Linked DNA regions of Mus musculus: regions 1, 2, 4 and 5 are each linked to region 3. The links are chromatin contacts, called in public ChIA-PET and promoter capture Hi-C maps. All regions are on one chromosome and are shown on one strand. The core of a region is the stretch at or near the end of the contact, and the rest is flanking DNA. Distances in the headings are between cores, read along the strand shown.

Region 1 (5,226 bases), core at 2,281-4,780, 390 kb before region 3:
GAGTGCATGCGTATGCGCGCGCGCGTGTGTGTGTGTGTGTGTGTGTGTGTGTGTGTGTGTGTGTGTGTGTGTAGGGATGGGGACGAGAGGGCAGGGTCTGTTGTCTTTTTTACCTAGCCTCTGATAGATGCCCTGGTCCTCAGCTCTTCACTACCCTTCAGCTCTCTACACAGAGCTTGTTATTTAAAACCCAGAGCAGGTCTGTCCTTTACCGTAGCTTGTCAAAAACGCAGCCCCGACAGTGAATCGGACCCTTACGTGCTTTGTGTGCACCTCAGAGTCAACAAGGCGTTGGGATTTTTTTTTCACTCAAATTAGTAGTGTCTGGAATAACTTGAGAAAACTGTATTATTAAAAATATGTTTAAAATTGCATTTTAAAAAATTGCACACCTTTTGCCTGCATGTACGTACGGGCCTGGTTCATGTGGAGGCCAGAAGTGGGGGGCAGTTCCTGTGAGACTACAGATGGTTTGTGAGTCGCCGTGTGAGTGCTGGACATTGAACCTGGGTCCTCTGGAAGAGCAGGCAGTGCTCTTAACCACTCAGCCATCTCTCCAGGTCAAGAGAAAACTTTTAAAAAAGCAAGTCAAATTTAGCATTTACAAGCGTAACCGACTATAAGCTTCCAGCTTGTGGAGATTCAACTTTATAGATTTGGCAAAGTGACAGGACAGGGTTGTTTTTTTATTTTTATTTTTTATTTTTATTTTTTTACAGTGGCTTGTGCTTTCTGGGGACATAGACCATAAATGCCATCATTGTAATGTATCTGGTCTCCAGCTGGGGGTGGGGGGGAGGGGAAGGATCCAGACATGCCCGCGGGGAACAGCTGGGCCTTATAGGGGGCAAAGTTTCTTGGTGGGGGGCTTGATTTTGACTATGGGGTCTTTAGATTCTAACACATGTCTAAGGCGTGACTCTTCTTCCACTGTCTACTGCTGATAGAGGTAGGTGAGCAGGGCTGTGTCCAGGGCAGAGAATCTGTAGTTAAATGTGCTCCCTGCCCTGCCACCAACTCTAACAATTAACTAAGGTGTTTTGGACACATCAGGCTTAAGGGCCCTTCCCGTCCCGACTTATTTACAATGGACCCTGGATAACTCACTTAACCCCGGCCCTACCTTACCCTCTTCTGTATGAGGAAAGATGCCCAAAGTTACTGCCAGCTTTAGATTTCGGAGGCAAGTTGGAACGCTCTGCTAAAGCTCTTCACTGGCTGACCATTCAGGCCCAGGCAGATCCTCATCTTTCTGTAACCCTCGGTTCTACAGCTCTAAAGTCAGAGGTGAACATTTGGGAGTGTTAACGAGGCCATCAATAAAATGACACAAGGATGAGGGTTTGACTGATAGTAGAATCTCCCTATGGAGGCTGAGGCTAAGAATCTTGCTGCTATTTTAGTGCCTGCAATATTAAAAAACAAGAGCTGGTGAGATGGCACAGCGTGTAAAAGCAGCTGCCATGCAAACCCGGCGACCTGAGTTCGATCCTGGAACACATTACCAAAAAGCCCGATGCGATGGCTCACATCTGTACCCAGCATCCCTGCAGGGAGATGGGTGGTGCAGACGGAAGCACCTGAAAGCTTGCCTGGATACAAAGAGAGGCAAAAACTAAAGAGAGACGCTGCCTCAAAAAGGTGTGAGGAGAGAGTTGACTCACAATAGATGTTCTCTGATGTTGACATGAATGCTGTGGTCTGCCCTCACACATGTATCATACACATACATAATAAAACATTAAAATAGAAAATGGCGTGGACCAGCAGTGATGCTATCTCCGTAATATTCCCCACCATTTTCTGTACTGTTAAGGAAACATAGACAACCAAGTTTATCTCTACTCTACTCTTAGATGTTGAAGTGTGTGTGTGGAGATAAACTTGGATCCATAATTTTTTGTTTTTGCGTTTGAGACGGGGTTTCTCTGTGTAGCTTTGGCTGTCCTCCTGGAACTCACTCTGTAGATCAGACTGGCCTCAAACTCACAGAGATCCTTCCTTCTGCCTATGCCTCTTGAGCGCTGGGACCAAAGGCATGTACCACCACGCCTGACTTGGACCTATAATTTAAACATTAATTTCATCAGAATCAGTGGAATCGCATATTGTTGCACTTCATCCTGACTCACTAGGTCTGGGATAGGGTTTGATAATTTGCCATTATGACATATTCCTAGGTTATGCTAATACTGCTTGTCCACGGAATGCTGGTTTACTAGAAATACACAGTACAGGGTTGACTTGTGCCTGGCATTGCTCTAGATATTGTGCCAGTACGGTATTCAGTCGCTACGTGTGTATGATGAATTACAATTGGTCACAATAACACAGAATAAAAACTGAGTTCTTCAGTTGTACCCGCCACATTTCAAGTGTCTTAAGCTCCAGGTGGCTTTTGGGTATTGAATCGGCCAGGACAGACAGATAGAGAACATGTCCATTGTTTGTCGTGGTCTCATTTGGACCAGCTCATCCATCTAGACTTTTTCTAATCAAAGTGAAACCCATGGACTTCAGAATTAATGTGTTTCAGGAGCTTAGTGAAAGTGCAGATTTTTACTCTGAGTCGAAATCTGGATTCTAGCAAGCTCTGTGGTAATCCCAGCAAGCATAAGGGTTGGAGAATTTCTCTTGCAAGTGGGTCCACATACGCAAATCGTCTAATCTCATAACCACTAGTGGGTAGCTTCTTTCATTATATCCATTTTACGGATGCGGGGGAATTGAGACTTGAGGGGTTGAGTTTCCCCCAGGACTTCTGTGCTATTTGGCTGGGACTCAGGCTAGGTCTAAATCCAAAGCCTGCATGTACACCATCGACTCGGTAGAGGTGTATCAGAAGGTCGAAGCCACAGCCTGGTGGGCTCCCTTTTGGTTCCTCATTCCTTTGACTCTTGGCTCTCTCCTTGCAGAGGAGGGCATTGGCGCGGGGACAGAGCTTCGGAGTCCCTGCGAATGCGAAAGCCTCGTGGAGTTCCAGGGCCGCACGCTGGGGGCGCTCGAGAGCCTGACGCAGAACCATATCCTTTGGGGCTGGAGGTGCGGGTTGCAGGGCGGGTGAAGGGATCTCTGAGACCACATCTTCCTTAACCGCTCACTGGCTCGGCTGACAGAGCGCCTGGAGGAGCTGGAGAACCAGCTGGCTAGCCGAAAGTGAGGGTCGCACGCTGTCTGAGCAGCCACGCGAGACCGAGGCCGAGCCCCGCAGCCTGGACCGTCCAGGAGGGGGCGCTGGCGGGCCCCACGCGCTGCCTTCGAGCTGGCCTCACCTGGACCAGGAGCCAGATTTAGGGGATGGGGATGAGGGGATGGGGAGGTGCTGGTGGGGAAGGACTGCTACACTCGCCGCGAGCTTTGTTGGATTTCTTTTTTTGTTTTCCTTTTCTAAAAAAAAAAAAAAAAAATTTGGTTTTCACGGGGTCGGTTTGTGGCTATTGCTATGCTGGCAGAGGGAGGGGAGTTCAGACGAGCGTGCTCATAGGCGCCCGGGTGGCGTCCTCTTGGAGAAAGGCGCATTGTGCAGTACTGGGGCTGGGGGGCAGGGGGCCGCTGCTTCCCGTCTCTTGTTTATTCAGCCCCAGAACAGATGGCCCGTTATGTAGGACGTGGGGAGGGAGGGGATGCCCCGAGAACCTTTGGGTCCGAGGAAGTCTGAGTCCCCCATCTTCTAGCACGTCGTTTTCTTGCTGTTCCTGTCTTCTGGAGCCAAAAAATGTGGCTCAAAGGCCGCTTGGGACCTGGCTGGGGATGTGAGAAACTCTGTTGAGCCCCTGACCAGAAAGAGTGGGGGATGCGGGATGTGCTCCACCTGGATTGTATCATCTGCCTCTGACACTTGGTGGCATCCCTGAGCCTGTGGCTCTCTTCTGCCACTCCTTCAAGAAGCAAAGCTGAGCTGCATGCACACAACCCTCTCTACCAGCAAGGAACACGAACTTCCCGGGTACACATGGCAAACTAAAGCTTAAAATACGTTGGGTTCCAGAATGGGCGTCAGGTAAATTCCCCCGGGTTTGTTTTGCCATTGTTAAAGCTGAGACAAGGGTTAACTGGTACAAGCAGGACTGTGGCTAGAGGAATGTATGCTAAGGTACCTGACTTTGTGCCCGACATGTATTTTAGGTCCTTTGTTAATGATAGTTAGCAATTATTCTTATAGAAATATGTCTTGGACCTGGTTTGAAGCGATTTCCTAATATTGCCATTGTATCCGTTTTTTATCCAGACAACCTCGTGAGATAATTAGGATCTTAGAAGGCAAGATGGCTCAGCTGGCAAGCACATTTACACATTAAGATTTACAATCTGCTTTCAAACATCAGGGTCCTCATGGTAAAAGAGAGAACTCCTCCTGTAGGATGCTCTCTGACTTCCACCTGCCACCTGTTCCTACTTCATCAGAATGGTCAGAAACGGGGCGTGGTCAGAACAGGGTGAAAGGGAGGGGCCTGGACTCGATACCAGGTGACAGAAGGCTGGATACCTTAGAGGGAGGGGAAGGGTATGACTGACCTGAGCCTCGTGTTCTCTAAAGCCACATTCCAGAAGGGCCGGAGGAGAGAGGGGAGTGGAGGGCAGTTGCTTGTGAATCAAGGAATAACCACGATGATGAAAATGGTCCTAATAATGTAAAAATAAATGCTAAAGATAATTATTGCCTTCATCATTTCCATTTTAGACAAGAGGAAATGGAGTCATGTAGTTTCCCAAAACGGCACGTCTAGTCAGAGGCTGGACTGACATGCTATATTTCTGATTGCTGCTGTAACAAACGAGAGCTTCGAAGGCAAAATCAGTTCCCTGTCTCACAGTTCCCGGAGTCAGAAGTCCAAGATGGGTTGGCAGGGTTGCATTCTTTCTGGAGAAATCTGCTTTCCTTTGTAGCTTCTAGAGGCCTCCCAAGTCCCTTGGCTCATGGTCTCACTGCCCTCTGATCTTAACACCTCTCTCTCTGTGTGATTCTCTCTTTCTCTGTGATTATATTGTTATGACTTTGACAATCACAGACATGCTTCTACTTCAGAAAAACTCCCAGAAATCTCCTTTGTCATGTAGAGTCATAGATTTATTCATAGGTTCCCATGATTCAGGCATGGAAGTTGTTGAGCGGAACAGGGCCGAGGCTAGGCTGGCTGATGTCTGTACTGCTAAGGCTGGATAGGGAGTGAGGTCCACCTGTGTGCAACTGTATAGAAAAGGGGAATGTCTGATGAAGGATAGTGC
Region 2 (5,016 bases), core at 31-2,530, 500 kb before region 3:
ATGCTTTAAAGTGAAACTCTTGCTTTATTTCACAAAGACCATCCTGTAGCCCACTGCTATCCCACAAATGTTTTGTTAGGCATGGGTATTGTTTGTTTTTTTTTAATACAAACAAATGTCTTAAAAACAAAAACAACACACCTAGTCTGCCAATTATCTGTGACCTTATATCCCAATAATAGGAACCAACCACCTACTCTTTGCCTCGAGAAATGCATGTAGTACCTCAGACTTGGAAGTTTTCAGGAGACGATGTTCACTCAATAATAATGTAATTTCTTCATGTTGTATGTGCATGCATACTGATGCAAATAGCTGTGAGGGCCAGAAATCAGCAACCAATGTCTCTTTTATTCCCTCTGTACTTTGTTTGTGTGTGTGTGTGTGTGTGTGTGTGTAGGGGGGTACTTCTGTCACTGATCTTGGAAGTCACTGATTCAGGCATACTGGCTTCCAGCAGTCCTGTTCCTCCTGTCTCCACCTCCTCAGTTATGGGCCTAGAAGCCGGCAGCAGCAACCCGACTTTTAATGTAGGTTCTGGAAAATGAAACTCAGGTCGTCAAGCTTGAGTAGCAAGCATTTTACTGACTGGGGCATCGCTCCAGCCCTGTAATATTAATCCTTACTTCCAAAATCAGTTTTAACTTGGTGTGACCGCTACCTACTGGAGTAGCAGATCCCAAGGCCAATGACAAGATGACAACACTTTGCCTGCCACACCCCCTCCATGGCCTGTGACAGGTGTCAAGTTAGGAACTCACTCGGTGACAGTGTCTTGGAACCAGACCCAGAGCTCTGCACCTGACGGAGCCTGCAGGAAGGGTGGCCCCCAGTATCGCGTCCTCCAAAAGCCTTGCGTGAACGACAGGTGGAGCTCCCGCAGGGAGTACTTGGAGATCAGCTGTCCCAGGGCTTTAGGGAAGAGCCTGTAATGGGACACTGAAGAAAGCAAGGCAGGTGAGCGGCGACCCAAGCCCCACCCCTGAGTAGCTCTCTTTAGGAACTGAGCAAGGTGCTGCAGACATTTTCCTGGGGTCCTGAACTCACCTCCTTCCCGCTGCAGATCCGAATCCCAACGCGTGCGGAACTGGAATGTGGCGGCCACGTCGCCGGAAGGCAGTGGAGTGATAACGAGCTCTTCTCGCAGGCTGTCGCGTGGGCCCTCCGCGCAGCCACAGCAGCCCCGTCCCACCAGCAACAGCACCAGTAACCGCAACGGCAAACCGAGCGGCATGGCAGCCGCCATACCTGCGGCCGCTTCCGCCTCCCAGCATCGCCCGCGCCCACCAAAGGCGGTCATCCAATAGGAAGCCGGATGAGAGAGGACTTCCGGCGCCGTCCCGGAAACCACTCCGAGGTTACCGGAGGGACACGGAGGTCCGTCAACAGATCGTGGATTTTGCCGACCTGGCCTGAAGGGGTGTGGGCGTGTGGCGGAGGAAGAGAGCTGGCTTGAGGGCCCGCGCACCTATAGGTGCTTTCACCAGCTAGGAAGTGCTCGATATGCAGTGTGGCCATCCCGGTACCAAGTGCTGCTATTACAGGCGTGAGGTAGAACCGTCCAGTGACTCTATTTACTTGGCTCAAAACCTAGCCCGCAACGGTGAGGGCAGAGCTGTCCTACCCCCTCCCTGTGGTCTTAATAAAAGAATATAATAAAATAAATAAGAGTGTATGGCAAAATTGAAAGAATTAGCAGCTATTAAACATGTTCCTCCAACCATGTAAATTAATTCCACCATTAACATGTTGCTATGGGTACACACCAACAAGCCCACTCATCTATTATAGCATTGATTCCATCACGGAGTAAATTTCACACATGGGTATTCTGCATTGTCAAAATTTAGTTTCGTTCAAAATTTTCTCATAAAATTACCTGGGTTTTAATTAATAAAATATTGTAACTCCAAATCTTACGGAGATATAGAATGTTCCTAAGAACTGGGGCTGGGGATGAAACTAACTCAGTGGCAGAGTGCCTAGTAGGCATGAGACCTTGGGTTCATACTCGACATAGCAATGTGTATTGGGAGGGAAGCCCTAAACTTAAAGTCCCACCTAAGGTCCCAGAAAATGGTCTAATGCCTCTTTCCTGTCAACATCTATCTCCAGAACACATTGTAGAGGCAACCAGTGTTCTTGTAATAGATTAATCTGTTCTAGGACTAAATGTAAATGACAGCATAGTATGAGGTTTTGTGTGTTCTTTCCTGAAAGGAATGATTTTGAAACCACATTGTGGTTTAGAGACAGAAACCATAGCTTCATGGGAGTTGGCTCTACATCCTTTCCTCATCTCTAGGGAAACAGTGCTGATTGGCCTCGTGTTCTCATGTGTATAAGGTTATTTACTGCTGTGCAGTGCTAACATTGTGTGGGTAAGCCAGTTTCTCCACTGGAGACACTCCATGGGCAAAGGAGTGCTTGGTAGTTTTGGTTATAGTAGGCAAGGATGATTATAGTCTGTACAAGTGGCTTTGCACACTTAGGTTATCATGTCCCTTGGGAGAATATTTAGGAGTAGGATGGCTGCAGCAAAGAGGAAGTGCAAGCAACTGTCAGACCTTTCTCCAAAGTCTGTCATTTTTCTATTAAAAACAGGAGAGTTTAAGGCCAGCCTGTTCTACATAGTGAGTTCTGGAACAGCCAACACTGTAGTGAGACTCTATCTCAAAACAAACGGACAAATTAAAAGCTCAAACATCAAGAGCTCTGGTTGTACTGCATCCTGGTTAAAATCTGGTGTTAGGTCTGGGACGCAGTGATGCACAGGATATCACTGTAGGGCTAATTTGCATTTCCTTAATAATGGTGTTGAGTACTGTTAATGTTCATTATCCATTCACTTATTGTTTCTTATGAACATTCTGCTATATATCTTCTGTACATCTTTTAAAAAAAACTTTATTATTGAGCTGTAGCTGTTTCCATATTAGGCTGATTTGGCTTTCCCACTTACCCTCCAGGAAGCACATTCATGAGTGAGTTTGTGGACAGGCTCTTGGTAAAGCACAGCTGTCTTTCTAGGAAGAGCCCAAACTTTGTAATTAGCGTGGTCTACCAAGAAAGATTCTAACAAGAAATGAATTGTTGAAAAGATGACTTCATTCCCCCAAATCCAGTGTTTCTGATTATATTAGACATACAGGAATAAGGGAGAGATTAGATGTCAGGTAAGGATTCGGGTCTCCACACTGGCCTTTAATATGTACAACTATGAGCAACCTGAGAGTTTCTTTCCGCATCTGTAAAAACCTATTTTCAGAGGGCTGGAGAGATGGTTCAGTGGTTGGAAGCACTTGCAGCTCTTACAGAGGACTTCAGTACTGTTCCCAGCACCCACGCTGGGTGCCCCACAATTGCCTACCACTCCAGTTCTAGGATCTCTTATGCCCTTAGGGTCCTATGGACATACATATACAAATAAAAGAAATTTTTAAAAACTACTTTCAGGGCTGGTGAGATGGCTCAGCAGTTAAGAACACCGACTGCTCTTCCAAAGGTCCTGAGTTCAAATCCCAGCAACCACATGGTGGCTCACAACCATCTGTAATGAAATCTGATGCCGTCTTCTGGAGTGTCTTAAGACAGCTACAGTGTACTTACATATAATAAATAAATAAATAAATAAATAACCATCTTTGAACATGAATATTAAAAAAACTACTTTCAGAGTCATCATAATATAATAAATTATATGTGAAGATTAAGAACTACATCTCTTCAAACAACCCTATCAGTTAAGTAGGACCATGTTCATGTAATAGAGTTTTTTTTTTAAAGGCCCAAACTAAAACTAAAGTGTGGAAACAGATAATTTAAGCTCACAGTGAGTGTCAGAACCAGGAACAGTGGCTACATTATCAGGCTCCAAATACATTTTTACAGAGTAAGCGCCATCATGATTATTCCAGCTTATGCTGTTCCCTCCTGAATTGTTCCCATCATACAAGGCCCATCCTCTTGCTGTGAAGACTCTTCCTCCTCCCCCTCTCCCACCTCCTGTAGCAGGCCACAGTCATTCATGCACATGTACCATGGCCTTCATTACTTTTCATAATCTGCAGCATGTCTGCTCCTGAAAGAGCTATTGGCCAACTTGGTATTTTTGTTGTTTGTGCAAATGGCAGCACACTGCAGGTATGTAGTCAGTCAGTCATATCAGAATGGACAAATAAGACTCGGTGCCACACAGACCTGCTGGCCTCACATCACCATGCTGTTTGCAAGACTCTGCACACCTGAGGATGAGTGCTTTTAGGGACTCTGCTGACCTGTGATTCCTTCTGTTTCCCCTATAGCGCAATTCTTCCCTCTTCAGAGTCTATCAGGACATCTACCCAGTAAGCCTTGCACTGTGGCCTGCAAGACTGAAAGCTGGGCTCTTTCATTTGGAGTTGGCTCTAAATCTGCATGTTGTCTCCACGGATACTGTGTGGTCTGAGGAAACAGTCAGCTGGGGATGGAGCCTCTGAAGGCTAGCCAGGCCCCTGTGGCTTGGCAGGAGGAGAGATCATTGTCTCTACCAGGAAATGGTCTGGTGGTCCCACAGACCCTAGTCTTTTCCAGAAAGAACTGGGGCTCATGCTAGCCCAACTGGAGATTTCCCAGAGGCTCACAAACAATTCCAGTTCTCAAGAGTACTGTAGATCCCTCCCCCAAGAAGGCTTCTGCCCTCAACGCCACAATCTTAGCATTGTGAGCTAGAGAAGGAAAAGATTTATTGGAATGTTGAGGGTAACCAAGCAAGCACAGCTTCTCATCACTCACCCCGAAGGAAAGAGAAACCCTGTCAGGGTGAACCCATCAAGACAGGGGGGAGAGCTTCACTACGCTCAGGGGAGGTGGGCACAAGACGAGGACTGTTATCTGTAACAGGATCAAATTACAAGACATTTTAACATGACGCTGGGTCCCTGGCCCAACTTCATAGATGACCTCAGCTTGATCCCAGAGAGTTTTGGGCAGAAGGTCTTTATGGTACAAGTTCACAGAGACAGCAGAGAGCTGAAG
Region 3 (4,815 bases), core at 1,805-4,304:
AAGTCTGTGTTACATAGATGTTATCTTTGTAAAAATTCTCATCTCTGCACCTCAGTTTCCTCACCTGTAGGATGAAGCCAACAGCACTTACCTCTCATTGGCTGCAGACTGAACCGAGGCTTGCAGCGCTTACAGGAAGTGTAGCACACACCAAGTACTACCAGTGGTGAGTAGTGTGATCACGGGCTAGTACCTGAGGATAGCCCGCTAGCTAATGACTAGTCACACGGGTAGCTTCTGTATGTTTCTATGCTACAGGCACATATGCTATACCTAATCAGAGTGTGAACTCATGTATGTGAACAGTAAGAAACAAGATAAAGGCGGATCAATGGATGTAAGTTACAGTTACAAAGGAGCTGCCAGTTCAGTCGTGCTATGCACTTCACCCTGATTATACATAACATTGTTCTGTATTTCTTAGCTGGCTAGAAGAATCGACTTTATTTTCACCATAAAAAAAGACCAAGTCTGAGATAGGCTATTTAAGCATTCCACAATACATACATATACTTAAACGTCACACAGGGGTATATCCATTCGTGTTCAATTTGTTTATTAACCTTATTTGTATTAAGAATATCTGTATCCCAGAAGTTTAATTCCATTTTCTGCCAGCACACATCAAAAGCTGTATTACTAGCCCAGCACGGAGGTGCACACCTGTAAGTTCAGCATCCAAGAGGCAGAAGGGAGAAGACTGGGGCAGTGAGTCTGAGCCTAGGCTGGGCTACACAACAAAAGAGGTGGGAAGAGGGAAACAGTTGTCATTTGTTGAGTCCAGATGAGAGTTACTAGATATTCTCCATGGAACATTCATATCATCTGTCATAGCAAGTGTAAAAAATAAGACTGCACCTTATCAGAAAGGGAGAAAGAAAACACTGAAGTCAGGGATTTAAATACAACAAAACCAAAAGCTTGTACTTAACACAGTTTACAGAAGGTCTCAGACAACGGTGAGACAGGGAGGCTCAGAAGCTGAGATGAATTAACTCCTGAAGGAAGATCACAGCCAGAAAACAATCGAGGGAAGAACTGAATCAAAGTCACCTAACCAGAGCTGTTTTTGGATCCACAGCCAAATGGGGAAAATGCACTTTTTGCAGCAGCCCAAATCTCTGGGGACTCTGCCTAGGGACCGAGCATCAAGGGAGTGTGCTCGGCCTGGTTTCCACACAGGCTGCCTCCCTGATCCAGACAGCTCCAGCTCTAAAATGGCTTCAATATAACCCAAGCACTGCATGATGGGAAATGGAAGATAACAGGGTAGGAGCCATACTCCAGGGGCTGACAGTCCACAAATACTTGCCACCGATGAAAGAGAATATTCAGTCTGTAAGTAGGTGTGAGGTTTAGGCCAAATCACCTCATTTCTTATAAAGACTTCATCTGTAAGATGGGTGAATGGTTTCTTATAGTTAGAAGGCAGAGGCTAAGAAAATAATTTAGCATTTAGTACTGAATTTCCAGCCTTTCATTTCTAAGGTCATGCTTAAAATTCTAACTTGGGTGGGGATGAAAAAAACAAACAAACAAACAAAACAAACAAACAAACAAACCAGTATCTGCCGGCTATATAATGCTAAGGACATAGATCTTAAAATAAAATAAAAAAATTTTAAAAAGACTCGGGCAACCCAAAGAAATGGATTGCACTGGAGGCAGTCAAGAGAAATCCACCAAGATCCCAGTAATATTCGTATAAATTTCCAGCAGCTAGATGTGAGATGCTGAGTAAGCACGTGTTCAGTCCCATAAACTGTGTGTCTGTATGGTTTCACAGGAACACCTGAGATACAGTGAGAAATGTAATTTTCATATTCTCTTAAGCGCTACACCTTTCTGCACCGGCTCCCGGGATTTTAGAGATTTGTAACATCTTGCCAGATTCCACCTCCCACACCAGGCAAGTAAAATCAAGAGTCCAGTGCTATCTAGTCTCACCAGAGAAAATGTACTGAAGGCAAGGACATGAGCCATGCATTTTTACAGAGGTTGGCAAATTCTCACCAACGCTGCCACCTTTGGAATCCTCGATGCACGCATGTTCTCCATTTGCAACAGACCCAGATGCGCTCATCTTGCAAAAAAGGGTCCACATCTTGCCTACTCCTTCCTCAAACACTGAGGTTACTAGACAAATTTCAAACAATATATAACATATACACACACACACACACACACACATATATATATATATATGCCACAAAAAAGTGTATGGATGAATTTGGGGCATGGACACACGAGATTCTGGCAGTAAAAGACGACAAATATCAAGAGAAAAGACTCAATTCTCAGCCTGATCTTCCCCCACCCCATTGGGAATCCGGTTTGAGTCAGTGAAAGGTTCAGATAAATCCATTTCTTAATTCAAACCTCAACCCTGCTGTCAGGGAATCTCGGGTCCAGCTGGGTTTCCCACACCAGCGATGATGAAACAGCTTTACTGCAAAGTGGGAGAGGGATTCGCCCCAGCTGTCGCCAAGGTTAAACCCTTACTCATCCAGGGGAGTGCGGCAGGGGCGTCGCGGCTCGGGAACTCGCCCGCCTTCGACTAACATTTCAATTTTTGAAAGCCACAAAGAATGAGAGAGGTTGACAGGCCCAGAAGGATGGCTCGGGGCCCGAAGGGAGCAGGCAGGGGCGGCGCCGAGCAGAGATGGTGCCGGAGGGGGGGAGCCTGCGGCCCAGCGGTCCCCAGCCGCGCAGGCCTGGCCGCACCCCGTACGGCGCGCCGAGAGAGAAGCCCGGGCTTCCCGCGGAGGCGCAGGCCTGGCCGGAAGCGGGGAGGGGCGGCAGTAAGCCTGGCGGCGACAGTGAGCCTGGCCGCAGCCCGACAAGGGGCTTTGGGCTGGGGCCCCTGGGAGCCACGCCGCACTCACCGCGGAGGACTGGAGGGAGCAAAGGCGCTTCCGGGAAGATCAGAGGGCAGCGACTGCGTCCTTCCCGGGCTCACTCCTCAGGCGGGGCTGGCGGCAGCGGCGGTGGCAGCGACCGTAGGGGCAGTGGCGGCGGTGGCGGCGGCGGCTACCCGGCTCCGGAATCGGCGGCGGCGGTGGCGGCGGCGGCAGCTGCACTTCCGCTCTGGCCACCACTTCCGCTCTAGCCCAAGTCCCGCCCCACCCTGAGTCGATTCCTCATTGGGTGAATGAGGCACGGGGTTGCTCCGTCCTCCTGAAAAGGGCGGTGATAGCCAGGAGGAGGGGATGTCAGGGAGGACCAAGAGGGAGCGGTCGTGGGAGGACGCAGAGCCTGGGTGGGAGCGAGGAGGGGGCGGACGCAGGGAAAGGAAGTGGGGCGGGGGAGCAGGAAAAGGAGGAAGAAGAGAGGGCGGGGCCGAGGTGGCCGCCCCAGGGCTGGGATGTGTGAGAACAGGGCGGGCTCCGGGAGGGCAGGGTTCGGAAGCTTGGAGCGGTCTTGGTTGAGCCTAGGATCGTCTGTTCCTACCCAACCCTGAAAATAATTCTCACGGGGTCGGAGAGCCTAGCAGTGCTTTTAGCTGTGCGTTAAGGGAATGCTTGTAACTAAAGGAGAACAGACAGCCCTCCATTTTCAGTTAGTTCACCTTTCAGTCCTAAAAGGTACTTACTGTTCTTTTCCTAGACCAAGGACGCTTCATGAAGTACCAGGAACAGAACATTTCCAAGGTCTTAATAAAAACAGAAAAACAAAACAAAAAAACCAGTGTACATCAGTTCTTCGTTGAGATTCCCTGGTCCCCAAGTATCCTTCAAAGGGAAATCGTCAGAGACAGAACCCTGGGATCCCCAAACGGCTTTCAGTGTTACCTAAATTTTATTACTACTTCACTCAAGCCTGTTGACCCTTAAGTCTAGCCCTTCAAAATACCTCCACCACCACGCCTTCGTTCATTTCCCACAAATTCCGTGTGGCAATTTTCAGAGTGCTGGGGAGTACAGCAAGACTTGCGTCTTGAAGCTTACAGTTTTTAGAGAAAGAACAAAGTAATAGGCCTTTGTCATTTCTCCTTTTACCCTCACTTAGCTTAATGACAGACTTCAAATTCACCGCTTGACTCTCCAGCCCTGCCCCCATCAAGTACCAAATGATCTTTTCAATGTCATTCTGTGTCCGCTGCTTTGAAACCCATCGCTGATGGCTCCGACTTAATAGTTCCCTGGGCGAGACAATCAGAGCTCTGTCCTTACCCATTATCAGCACCCCAGTTCATTTATATAACTCCCCATCCTCCCAATGTACTGTTCCAGAATGAATAAACACTTTGAGTTAGCTGCTGTCTTAGCTAGGGTTTCTATTGCTGTGATGCTGGGGAGGAAAGGGTTTATTTGACTTACACGGCCAAATTATTCATTACCAAAGAAGTCAGGACAAGAACTCAAACAGGGCAGGAACCTGGAGGTAGGAACGGATGCAGAGGCCATGGAGGAGAGATGCTGCCTTGCTCAGCCTGCTTTCTTATAGAACTCAGAACCATACAAATCAGATTTCTATGGACAGAAAACTGCTGTCTACATTTCTATATGGTAGCTGGGACTATGGAGTGGCTGTCTACTTCAGATTGGGTGTGTATACACAGACTTTCTAGGGTATAAAGGTCATTTTCAAGTCTTTTGTACAGACATTTGTTCTTTAGATGCAGACCACATCAGTCCTGAACCAAGTACAACAACTTTTAACTTGAATGAGATTAAGAGTGCATTGTGTAGGGCTGGCGAGATGGCTCAGTGGTTAAGAGGGCTGACTGCTTTTCCGAAGGTCCAGAGTTCAAATACCAGCAACCACATGGTGGCTCATAACCATCCATAATGAAATCTGATGCCCTCTTCTGGT
Region 4 (5,034 bases), core at 133-2,632, 350 kb after region 3:
GGTTTTTCGAGACAGGGTTTCTCAGTGTAGCCCTGGCTGTCCTGGAACTCACTCTGTAGACCAGGCTGGCCTCAAACTCAGAAATCCTCCTGCCCCTGCCTCCCAAGTGCTGGGATTAAAGGCGTGCACCACCACCGCCTGGCTGGGATCTGTACATTTTTAAGGGATGGGAACCCAAAGCAGGGGGTAGTGGGGAGCCTCAGTATTATCTAATTGTATTTTGATATTATGGGTACCTATTGGAGACTGGGCTGTATCCTGGGCACCTGGCTTCAAGGTCATTAATTCAGCTCTTGGAGTCAAGTCTTCTGGACTCTGGCCCGGAATTTTAGAATGATAAGGGAACAGAGGAGTGGGCGAGCTGCATGTAGTCAATTAGTGCATAACAGGCAATGGTTATAGGTTTTTATAACTTATGCATGTTGGCTCAGATAACAGTAGTTTCTATATTCTTTACTGGTTAACAGACAAGAAAACATTTGGACAAGTGGGGTAGGCATTCGGAGCAGGACCTTGTTTGGCCCGGCCTTCAAGGAGGGGAAGTTGTCCCTGAAATATCTGGACTCAGACAATTGTTTTCAACCGAGGTTGCTGAGCTGTTGGTAAAGTCCCCAGCTCCCCCAGGGCCTGAGACCTTGAATTTAGAAAACGAAAACGGTAGTACTTAGCATAAGTTTCTTTTGCTTGTTCCCAACAAAATGAGGACATGACTGCTCCAAGGTATGGCTGAGGAGAAAATTTTTATTATAGATATGAGAACGAGTACAGCCAGAGGCATCGGGAAGAGTCTAGGACAGGGAAAGTAGTGAGCTGAACCTGGCCAGCAGACTGACCCCCGCGGAGGGAGGGGGCAGGGGGAAAGGGGGGCAGGGGAAAAGAGGAAGGGGGAAAGGGGAAGGGGAGACAAGGCTGGAGAAGTTTCCGGTAGGGTGTGGGGTAAGAAGAGTGGCTTTTTTGTTCGTCTGAAACTCTATGTAGCACAGGATAGTTTTGAACTCCTGATCCTCCAGCCTCATCCTCTTTAGTTCTGGGATTACAGATGCTAACTGATTATTGAATGGCCCAACATAGCCTGTTTGCCTCTGAGTTTGCCAACATTCCATCTCTCAATAATCACAAAGTACTGCCCAGCCACGACTTAACAGTCTGTAGGATCTTTATTTAATTCGGATGTAGCTTCTTCCGAGGATAAGTGCAGTTCGTAGGGAACATGCTGTCTTTCTGCACCTTTATGTTGCCTCTGACCACCAGCGCCCCAAGCGAGCCCGGAGTTGTATGCCACGAACCCTCTACGTCCTCTGCCACCCCAGCAGTCTTAGGCTCCGCCTTCTCCCCCTCCGTGGGCGGGGCCACCCAATGACGTAAACTGGGCGTCCTGCGAAGGGCGGGCCCTGTTTCCGGCTTGAGGATCCGTCGCGTTTCTGAGGCGACGCCTCAGTCAGCAGTTAGGATCCGCTCGGAGCGGTCGGTCTCGGCCCCGGCGTCACCATGGGGGCCGTCCTCGGCGTCTTCTCCCTCGCCAGCTGGGTGAGTCCCGAGGCCTCGGCCGTCCGGGGCCTGAGGCGCGCAGGGGGTGGGTGTCGGGCCGCCCGAGGCGGACCCTCCACTCTCTGAGGCTAACAGAGAGGAGCGGGCAGGCCCAGGGTCCAGGCCCGGTAGCCGTCGTCCCGGAGTCGGGGTGCGGCGGCTCGGCTGGCTCTCGCTGTGGGCGGAGGGTCGCGGGAGGCCGGACCGCCATTGTTTACAATTTCGACGCCCCGCCCCCGCCAGCCTTCCGGACCCAGGGTTCCCGCGGCCAGGCGACGCCGAGGTTCCACGGCGCGGGTTCCTGAGTGGCTAGAGGATGGCGTCAGGGAATTTAGGGCCACTGTAGTCATTTTTCTTCATAGTTCGGCATATGCCAGCGCTACTGAGTGGGGTTGGGAGCGGGGCTTTTAAGTCAGCCCTGCTGCAGGTCGCGAGCAAAAGGCGTTTAATTAGAAGCCCCGCGGCCTAAATATTTTCGAATTAAACACCCTAGCATTCCTCTCCTCCAGAACTGTTGTGAGGATAAAGTAAAGAAATTAGTCCGATTCCCCTTGTCAATGGTAAAACGTTTTTAGAAGTTAATTTTAGGATCTCTTTAACCTAAGGAATAATCTAACAAATCTGCCTCAGAGGAACTTGGTAGCTTGAACCACAGTGCCTAATTGTTTTCTCCTTCCCGAGCTGATGTAATGAACCAAGGACTCAGGCTCTGCTCATGTCAATGGCATGTCTCAGGGCAGAAGTAATGTCGAAGATATCTTGTATATTTTTCTCCTCCTGGTTTAAAACCATAATTTGAAAATATCCTATCCAGGTGTTCATATCTAGAAACTCCTTGCATATATTGTTAATTCAGTTTTTACCCAGTAGGGGGTTAGGATACCAGAGTGGAATGAGAGAAGAGTACGAAATTAAAGGCTGTGGAGGGCCATGGCAGATCATTTGTTATTTGTTTTGAGACCCTGTCTCAAAACAGGGAGGTGCAAATTACAGTTTATGGGTAGGTTTTTAGAGGCTGTGGGTTTAGTCTCCAATTGCCACTATCCACCCCCATCTCCCATCCCACGCCAAAAAAGGGGGACAGAATATCAGGGAGCCAAATCATGCAGATACCCACTGTATGCCTTTATTTTTTAGGCAATCTCTTTGGTCATTCTGGGTGTTTAAGATTGCACCCAGGACCTTGTTTGTCCAAAGCTTATCTCTGAGAGCTCCTCCAGCTACACCTCCAGTCCAGTCTGGATTAAAGATTTCAAAGGACTTTTGTACGTGTTTAATTTTTGCCTTATTGAGATAGGTCACCAGATCTCCCTGAGTATCCCATGCTGGCCTTTCATTCACAGTTCTCCTTATTGGGATTGTAGGAAGGTGTTACTCCTGGCAAAGAAGTTTGGCCTTTACTTTTTTTGAAATATGGTTTTACGTTGTAGCCCAGGTTGGCCTTGAACTTTTAGCAATCCTCCTACCTCAGCCTAGTGCCGAAACTACAGATGTGAGTCCCCACTACTGGCATGTCTTAGTAAAATGCTTCACATTATTATTACTTGGGGCGGCGGGGTGGGGGTGGGGGCAGGATTTCACTCTGTTAGCTCAGCCTGTCTAGAACTGCAGATCCTTCTGCCTCAGCCTCCTGAGTGCTGCGGTTACAGAAGTATGCCACTTTCCTGGCTTTTTTTTTTTTTTTTTTTTTCCTGAAAAGAGTGTATCTGTGGAAGACTGAGTTTTGGTGATGAGTAACTCAGGTGATTAGGTCTTGCTGAAAGACCCCCCGAGACGGGTAGTCGATCAATCTGAGGAGACCCTCCCAAGGAACAGCGAGACCACGATTCGGATGCAAACAACAAGAGGCTTTATTGGTAACACGGGTACCCGGGCGACTCAGTCTATCGGAGGACTGGCGCGCCGAGTGTGGAGTTTTTACTCCTTTTATAGGGCTGGGGAGCAAAAAGCGCGGGTACAGAAGCGAGAAGCGAGCTGATTGGTTAGTTCAAATAAGGCTAGGGGAAAGTCCCGGCCATTTGGGGAACCTTGAAACTGATGTGGGGCAGTCTCGAAACTGTTGCTGGTTCCGCTCTATCTGGGTACCATCTGTTCTTGGCTGGTGGGGCAGTCTCGAAACTGTTGCTGGTTCCGCTCTATCTGGGTACCATCTGTTCTTGGCCCTGAGCCGGGGCCCAGGTGCTTGACCATAGATATCCTGTTTGGCCCCTGTCCCGTTGTTATTTAGCCTTAAACTTTAACTGAACTTCCTTGTAACTTTTGAGGTCTCAGCTCTAGTACTTTTCCATGCCTTGCAAAATGGCGTTACTGTAGCTAACTTGCTAAGCCTTATGGTGGGGTCTTTCATTGCTGCTTGTATGTCTGATTTAGGAGGGAAAGAAGAAGAGGCAAAGGAGGATTTTAGCATGAGGATAAGGACTTTTGTCTTTTGAAAAAGTCAGTGGGGTAGATATGTGTTGTTGTGTTGCATTGGCATGAGAAATACTTACCCTACCTTTAAAACTTCCCTTTAAATGGGGCTCTGTGGCCGTATTTTCTAGGAGTTGCTTCTTTAAGTCAGATGAGGGAGACTTTGAGGCTAGATTTCTGGCCTGAGTTCTTCATTTATGAAATAGAGAGAAGATAAAGCATATAGTAACAGGTAGATTACATAATAGTTACTGATTTCTATGTAGAGGTATAAAGTACAGCCTCCTCTAAAAGGTATTTGTGGCACAGAGAAATAAATAGGTATATTGGTTAGGGTTTTACTGCTGTAAGAGACACCATGACCAAGGCAACTTTTTTTTTTTTTTTTGAGACAGGTTTTCTCTGTGTAGCCCTGGCTGTCCTGGAACTCACTTTGTAGACCAGGCTGGCCTCAAACTCAGAAATCCGCCTGCCTCTGTCTCCTGAGTGCTGGGACTAAAGGTGTGCGCCACCACGCCCGGTCCAAGGCAACTCTTATAAGGACAACATTTAACCAGGGCTAGTTATGAAGAAATACAGTTTCTAGCTTAACTGATGTACACCAAAGCTATTTACAGAGCTTGCAGCTTTTGCTTCCCTGTCTCCTGCTGCAAGCTTTCTGCAGCAGCTTCTCCCTATCTCCTGCTGTCTCCTGCTGCTTAAAGAATTTCCCCTTCCCCTGCCAGTGTAAACAAATTCAAGACCACTGGGCCCCTTCCCTATCTTCAGGGACAGACTAGTGGTCATAAAGACCACAGCTGCCAGAAATAACCGTCCTTGAGAAAACTTCCCTACCCCTCCTCAGTCTGAATTCTGAGGAAAACTATAAACTGCTTTGATCTTGCTGATTGCTGACAGAGTTTTCTGCCAAATTAAAATTATACTGTTGTGCCAGGCGGTGGTGGCACACGCCTCTAATCCCAGCACTTGGGAGGCAGAGGCCAGCCTGGTCTACAAAGTCAGTTCCAGGACAGCCAGGGCTATACAGAGAAGCCCTGTCTCAAAAAAACCAAAAAGAAAAACAAACAAACAAATAAATTATACGGTTGCTTTACTAGC
Region 5 (5,258 bases), core at 532-3,031, 450 kb before region 3:
CATCCTGGGCCAACTTAGCCAAATCCATGGAAAGACTGGAAACCATTTGAATTGCGAAACGTTTTCTTTCTATTATTTATTTACTTATTTCTTTACTTTTGAGACAGGTTCTCTCTTATTGCATAGCTCTGGTTGGCCTGGAACCTGAACTATAGAACAAGTTGTCCTCAGCCTCAGAGATCTGGCTGCCTCTCCTATAAAACCATGCCTAATAAGAAAGGATTTCTCCTTGTCATCCTCCTTCCTTTGAGACAGGGTCTCTCTACATAGCCCTGACTCATTGTGTAGACCAGGCTGGTCTTGAATTCAGAAATCTACTGGCACATGTCACCACACCCGGCTTATGAGAAAGAGTTTCTTATTCTAGTTAGAGTGATTCATTTATTTTCTCAGTGCCCAACTTTTAGGGAAGTATATTCAAATAATTGAGAACAATTGCTCACCGTTAAGTCTGGGGCAAGATAAACCCACGGTCAGTATTGGAAAACTGTTTTTCTCTCAAAGCTCTCTGCCACAAGAGACTTTAATTCTCAGAAAATAATTAAGGGCTAGAATAAGGAAAGCCAAGGAATAGAACAGGACAGAGTATGCCCTGCCTGTATTCTTATGGAGGAGGTAGTGCTGAGCTGGGACATAGTGAGTTAGGGTTAGTTTAGGCAATTCAAAGAGGAACAGGGGCGAGGGGTCATATTTACCTTGGAAAGTATGTGAATTCAGAATATCCTAAGACAGGCCAAAATGCCCTAATTCCAAAACCACATTATGTATGCACAAATGTACCCTTAGAACAATGTATCGGTATGTCAAAGATCAAAAGTTTTGATTGATGGTTCTAGCATGCCCCTCCCCCTACTTTTTTAAAGACAGGGTTTCACACTGACACCAGCTGGCTCATTTTAAACTCCGACTGTCCCCTTGCCTCAGTATCTCAAATGCCAGGATGACAGCCCTTCCCTATCACGTGTGTGTGTGTGTGTGTGTCCTTCAGTTTTTCGATTATTGATTCCATCAGTATCTGTGCTGAGGGTGGGACTAAAGAATCTTACCATTACCTACTTTGTTAGGATGGTGTTAGAAGCAACATTCTTGGATCCGGTGTAGAAGCCGCCTTGAGAAATAAGAGAGTCAATTGAGAGGACAAGTCAAAAGAGTAAGACTATTTCGTGACACGTGAGTATTACACACAATTCACACTTCAGTTGATAAATCACACTGTTTAGTGCACAGGCAGGCTCGTTCCTTTGTCTTTCCAGCTGCTTCTGCGCTGGCGCCCTGGGGTTGGAATAATTTCGACAGCAGGCCTGGAAAAACTTGAACCATTTCGTCGTTGTCGGTTCAGAGTTGCTAATCAAAAACTATCCGAATTCAAGCGCCACTTGGGGAATACTCCCTGACAAAGCGGAGCGCATCCGCTTTGAAGACTGGTAAAAACAGCAGACCCCTAGTCAATCCTACCCCGTTTATGGGCCTCAGTTTCCCCAGCTATAAATTGGGGGCTAAGCAGTGATCCTCGGATTTTAGGCAGACTGCCTCGCAGTAGATCGGTTAACTATCATGGGCTGCAGCTCCTGGAGCTACAGATTGAGGTCAGTTTGGAGCCGGCAGGCACGCTGTGGGCGGGTCCCCGGGCGGGTTGGGTCCCACCCCAGTGGTTTCCAGCTTGCCCAGCGCAGCACCCCGCAGGCCTAAGCTTTCCCGGGGGAATTCCGGGCGGTGCGGGCGAGCACTGGGGGCGGGGCAGGGCTGCTGCCTATAAGAAGGGCTGCGCGCCCGCTCCGGGCCACTGGTTTGCGCTGTTGAAGCCATGGCGCCTGCCTGCCTGCTTGCGCCGCTGCTGCTGCTGCTCCTCGGAGGCTTCCCCTTGGTCCCCGGAGAGTCGGTATGTATTTGAAGGATGTCTTGGAGGGGGGAGAATTGGGGGGTGCCTTCTTTGTCCCCTCAAATCCCGGGATCCGGAGGGAGTAGGGTGCATCGCGAACTGTGCTCCCTCCCCCCAACCCCCTCTGGACGCCGAGACAGGGAAAACTTTGTGAGGAAACTTTGCTCTTGGGTCTCGAGAAGGCTGCCGGAGACTCTTCCACGCGCCGTGCACCCCTAGCCTGTTGCTCTGAGCTCTGGACTCAGCCTGGCCTCTGGGCTCCCGGGTGGGACGTGACTAAGTTGGTGTCAACTTTTCTCCTCCCACACCCTCACCCCTACTTTGTGATCCCAGTGCTGGCGCTGCGCGCGGAGTGGCCCTCTGGGTGTCCATAGCAGGAGGCTCGAATCTGAGATGGTCTGGGGACGGGGTGGGCAGCTTGTATTCGGGAGCTGGAACACTTTAGGGCTGTGCGGAGGACCCCGTTTCACAAACCCTGGGGAATGGAGAAGACTGAATCCTGGCCTTCGTTCTGGCCACAGTCTTGGTACGACTGACTTAAGGGGCAAGATCACCTCCTTCTAAGGTCACCTGACCTATCTACAGAACATATCATGAGGTGACCCTTCCTGCTTTAGGCTGTCCAAAAAGTAGGGTTCCTTATTTTTCCAGAGCGGACTTAAAGGATAACTTTCCGATCAGCTCCAGGCTAGAGATTGAGCTTCAACTGTTTTGTGGGAAGTGTTTTGGTTGAAACCGCACACGGGGAAATTGAGGCACCCACCTGAGTGCGGAGAAGGATCTAGAGGAGAAAAGATCCCAGGGAACCTAAAGAAACCTTTCCTTTTCAGGATCAGAGTCAACAAGGATCTAGGGCCGGATCAGCTCAGTCCTAGCAGGCGTTTAGGAGGCAAGGGAATTTACAGGGCATGACAGTTCCTGGGAGAGGGTGGTCTGACCCATGAGCACGGGCCATTTGTACCGTTAGTCTAAGTTTTAGGGGGAGTGAGACTCTGGAGTTTAATCATTAATGTTCTTTTGAAAGCCACCTTTTCTCTGGGCTTATTTAGGGAATAGTTGATTATGTTCAGGAGGCTCGAGATGAGAGTGTATGCACTCTCTAGCACAATTGCAGTTAGGTACGGAACCCATTGCATGCTGGTTTCTGCTCTGATGGCTTCCTGGTGGCTTTGGAATCGAGCGTGTTTAATTTCAGAAAACCTCCCTGTTTACCATTCTTAAACTAGTCCTCAGGCAGAGGTTAAGTAACCTGCTGAAGGTCACACAGCTACCAACCAGCTGAGTCAGGCAGAAGTTAAGACAGACTTGGAAATGCCTGCTTTTATCTTCTCGTCCCTGTGGCTGCTGTTAGGTCCCGTTTTCCCATAATTCCAGACTGGTCTAACATCTATTGATGCTTGGGATTGGAGAGCCTCAAGGTGTATTGTGAGTGGAATGAACGAGAATATGAGGGAATGGCTTTCCACTAAAGGGAAGGCATCTTTGCAGAAAGGTGGTGACTGAGCGAGCCCAGCGTGCCTTCCTGTTGCATTAACCTTAAATGAGCGGCTGAAGGCTATTCTGAAGTCGAGTCCTTCCTTGTGGACATCTGAAGGAATGCTGGCCGAGCAGTGTGAGGAAAAAGGACCTAGGAGATGGCTGAGGTCACCATGTGGCCAGTCACATGCCATTGCGCTCCCCTCGGGCTGCTAAGCCAGCAGGTGCTTTGGGGGAGGAGTAGACCGCAGTGTCCCCCAGATACAGTCAGAAGGATGTGGTTTGTGGGGGGTAGGTTTTGCCAGGCCTGCTTTGGGTGACCTGATCTAGCAAGGGGGAGAAGCCAGCCTAAAGCAGCTGCTTCCGGAGGCCTCGGTCTCAATCTCTGGTCCTGACCTCAGTTCTCCCTCCTCCCTGCCTAATGTCAGGAGCATCTTGCCTCTAATTGGGTCACAGGGCTTCCCCCTTAGATTGTGGTCAGAAAAATCGGACCAAATGTCTCTTGGGCTGGAAAAGCAAGTGATACTGTCTGCCTTTCTTTCTCCCTTGGAATGAGAGAGAAAGACAGAGACAGAGACAGAAAATGAAGCCTGGGGAGAGGATTTAGCTAACAGCTGTTTTGATTTATTGAGCACATTCTGATAACTGAGTAATTAGGCCCTCACAAAAAACAAAAACCAAAACACCACCATCACACCACCGCCGCCACCACCAAAACCCAGCACACGTGGTTACGTTCTTGTATTCTCTTTTCCAGAAAAGTATATTGAAAGATTAAATGATACCATCTTTTAATACTGAGTATACAAGCAGGCCATCTACTCTCTACAGAGTAGTCTTGCCACCTTCACGCTACGAGGGACTTTCTCCAAATTTTCGGTTTAGTCCAAACCCAGATTTGGGAAAGGCAGCCCATGCTAAACGCCCGCTGCCCTCTCCTCTGCTTGGCGGGTTTGCCATCTTAAACCTGTTCTTCCTGTCCAGCTGGGAGCATTCCCTGATCTGCCTTCTGCCCCTCCCACCCTGGCCAATTAAAGGCAGCCTTGTTTTTGGGATGGTGGTTGGGGGGGGGAGGTGAGGGGTGTGGGCCAAGGTGTTGCTGCCCAGGGGCACAGCCCACTGACTTGGCACCAATCCCAGGCAGCTCCGAGGAAGTATCTCCCACCCACCTGGTGTACTTCAACTTAAAGACGTTTCTAGTCTACTTGAGAACCCTCTCCTTGGTAGCCAGGAAGTGGGGGCTGAGTTCCCAAGGAGGTTCTAGGGCCTATGAGTGGCTGGTGAGACCTCTTGGGACTTCTTGGGAGCCCATAGAGGAACTGCACATCTGGGGAAGTATTTGGACCACAATTTGGAGAGCACAGTGGGGTTGGGAGAGACCTATAACTCGGAACGGTCTTCTCCAAAATCACGATGGAGCTAGGAGGTTTCAAGAAGAGACACCCCGCCATCTCATTCCTTATCGTTGCTTTACTACCGTATGTGTATTCTGAATGAATCTATGTCTGCGTACCATGTCTATATCCTGGGCCCAAGGAGGCCAGGAGACGATGTCAGTTCCCCTGGAGCTGGAGCTGCAGAGAGTTGTAAGATGCTAAGAGGGTGCTGAGAATTGAACCCAGGTCCTCTCCCTGAGCCACTTCTTCAGCCCTCTGATACTTGATTAGTAATTAAGCACTAATTATTCAAAAAGGAGTGTGACATCTGAGGCCTTCTCTCCAGGAAATGAAATCACATCATCTAACTCTGCAAAGGGAGAGACCTCCCCACCCCCCAATTCACATCTGGGGCCAGAATTCTGCTTCATTCCTTCTAGTGAAACTCCTACCTTCCCCATGGGCCATGATTGTATGACTGAATAAACTCACATATAAAACTTCTTTCCAGAAGGTGCTCTGAAGTC

Evidence for each region. Promoter capture Hi-C pulls out the DNA fragments that hold promoters and counts their contacts. ChIA-PET counts read pairs in DNA pulled down with a chosen protein or histone mark.
Region 1: a promoter capture Hi-C map of neural stem cells shows a contact between it and region 3. The contact joins the enhancer-like site here to the promoter of Ywhab in region 3. A contact is called at or near these places in 6 of 39 promoter capture datasets (the C10 cell line, cranial neural crest, hippocampal neurons and 2 more), 1 of 15 datasets of contacts at CTCF or cohesin (large pre-B cells), 1 of 484 Hi-C or Micro-C datasets (pre-B cells) and 3 of 115 datasets of contacts at active chromatin or transcription factors (embryonic stem cells, large pre-B cells and stem cell-derived neural progenitor cells).
Region 2: a contact with region 3 is called in a promoter capture Hi-C map of pre-B cells, with 4 times the contacts expected there. The contact joins the promoter of Pigt here to the promoter of Ywhab in region 3. A contact is called at or near these places in 5 of 39 promoter capture datasets (cranial neural crest, hippocampal neurons, liver and 2 more).
Region 4: a contact with region 3 is called in an RNA polymerase II ChIA-PET map of effector CD8 T cells, with 37 read pairs. The contact joins the promoter of Serinc3 here to the promoter of Ywhab in region 3. A contact is called at or near these places in 5 of 39 promoter capture datasets (the C10 cell line, cranial neural crest, hippocampal neurons and 2 more), 3 of 484 Hi-C or Micro-C datasets (CD4 T cells and embryonic stem cells), 3 of 115 datasets of contacts at active chromatin or transcription factors (effector CD8 T cells, embryonic stem cells and memory CD8 T cells) and 3 of 9 other capture datasets (adipose tissue, liver and pancreatic islet).
Region 5: a promoter capture Hi-C map of pre-B cells shows a contact between it and region 3, with 4 times the contacts expected there. The contact joins the promoter of Sdc4 here to the promoter of Ywhab in region 3. A contact is called at or near these places in 10 of 39 promoter capture datasets (the 3T3-L1 cell line, 3T3-L1-derived adipocytes, the C10 cell line and 6 more), 1 of 484 Hi-C or Micro-C datasets (the G1E-ER4 cell line), 2 of 115 datasets of contacts at active chromatin or transcription factors (bone marrow-derived macrophages and embryonic stem cells) and 1 of 9 other capture datasets (adipose tissue).

The regions. Positions count from the first base shown.
Region 1 is chr2:164,387,590-164,392,815 of GRCm38.p6, reverse strand. Matn4 (matrilin 4) reads left to right here. Exons shown (of 11, transcript NM_013592.4): 10 at 2,916-3,023; 11 at 3,102-3,423. The coding sequence ends at 3,160. Among named protein-coding and RNA genes, the nearest start is that of Rbpjl, 13 kb to the left of the region's middle. Within about 2 kb of position 3,530, at least 176 of the 459 cell types and tissues checked have an H3K27ac peak or open chromatin away from gene starts, as enhancers often do. A contact at or near this core is called in hippocampal neurons and neural stem cells, where this site is marked.
Region 2 is chr2:164,493,789-164,498,804 of GRCm38.p6, reverse strand. It overlaps Pigt (phosphatidylinositol glycan anchor biosynthesis, class T), which reads right to left and starts at 1,280. Exons shown (of 12, transcript NM_133779.2): 1 at 1,048-1,280; 2 at 762-939. The coding sequence starts at 1,246.
Region 3 is chr2:163,993,436-163,998,250 of GRCm38.p6, reverse strand. Ywhab (tyrosine 3-monooxygenase/tryptophan 5-monooxygenase activation protein, beta polypeptide) reads right to left here and starts at 3,054. Exons shown (of 6, transcript NM_018753.6): 1 at 2,886-3,054.
Region 4 is chr2:163,641,491-163,646,524 of GRCm38.p6, reverse strand. Serinc3 (serine incorporator 3) reads left to right here and starts at 1,382. Exons shown (of 10, transcript NM_012032.4): 1 at 1,382-1,527. The coding sequence starts at 1,489. 0610039K10Rik (RIKEN cDNA 0610039K10 gene) reads right to left here and starts at 1,675. Exons shown (of 1, transcript NR_028113.1): 1 at 725-1,675.
Region 5 is chr2:164,439,711-164,444,968 of GRCm38.p6, reverse strand. It overlaps Sdc4 (syndecan 4), which reads left to right and starts at 1,781. Exons shown (of 5, transcript NM_011521.2): 1 at 1,781-1,879. The coding sequence starts at 1,805.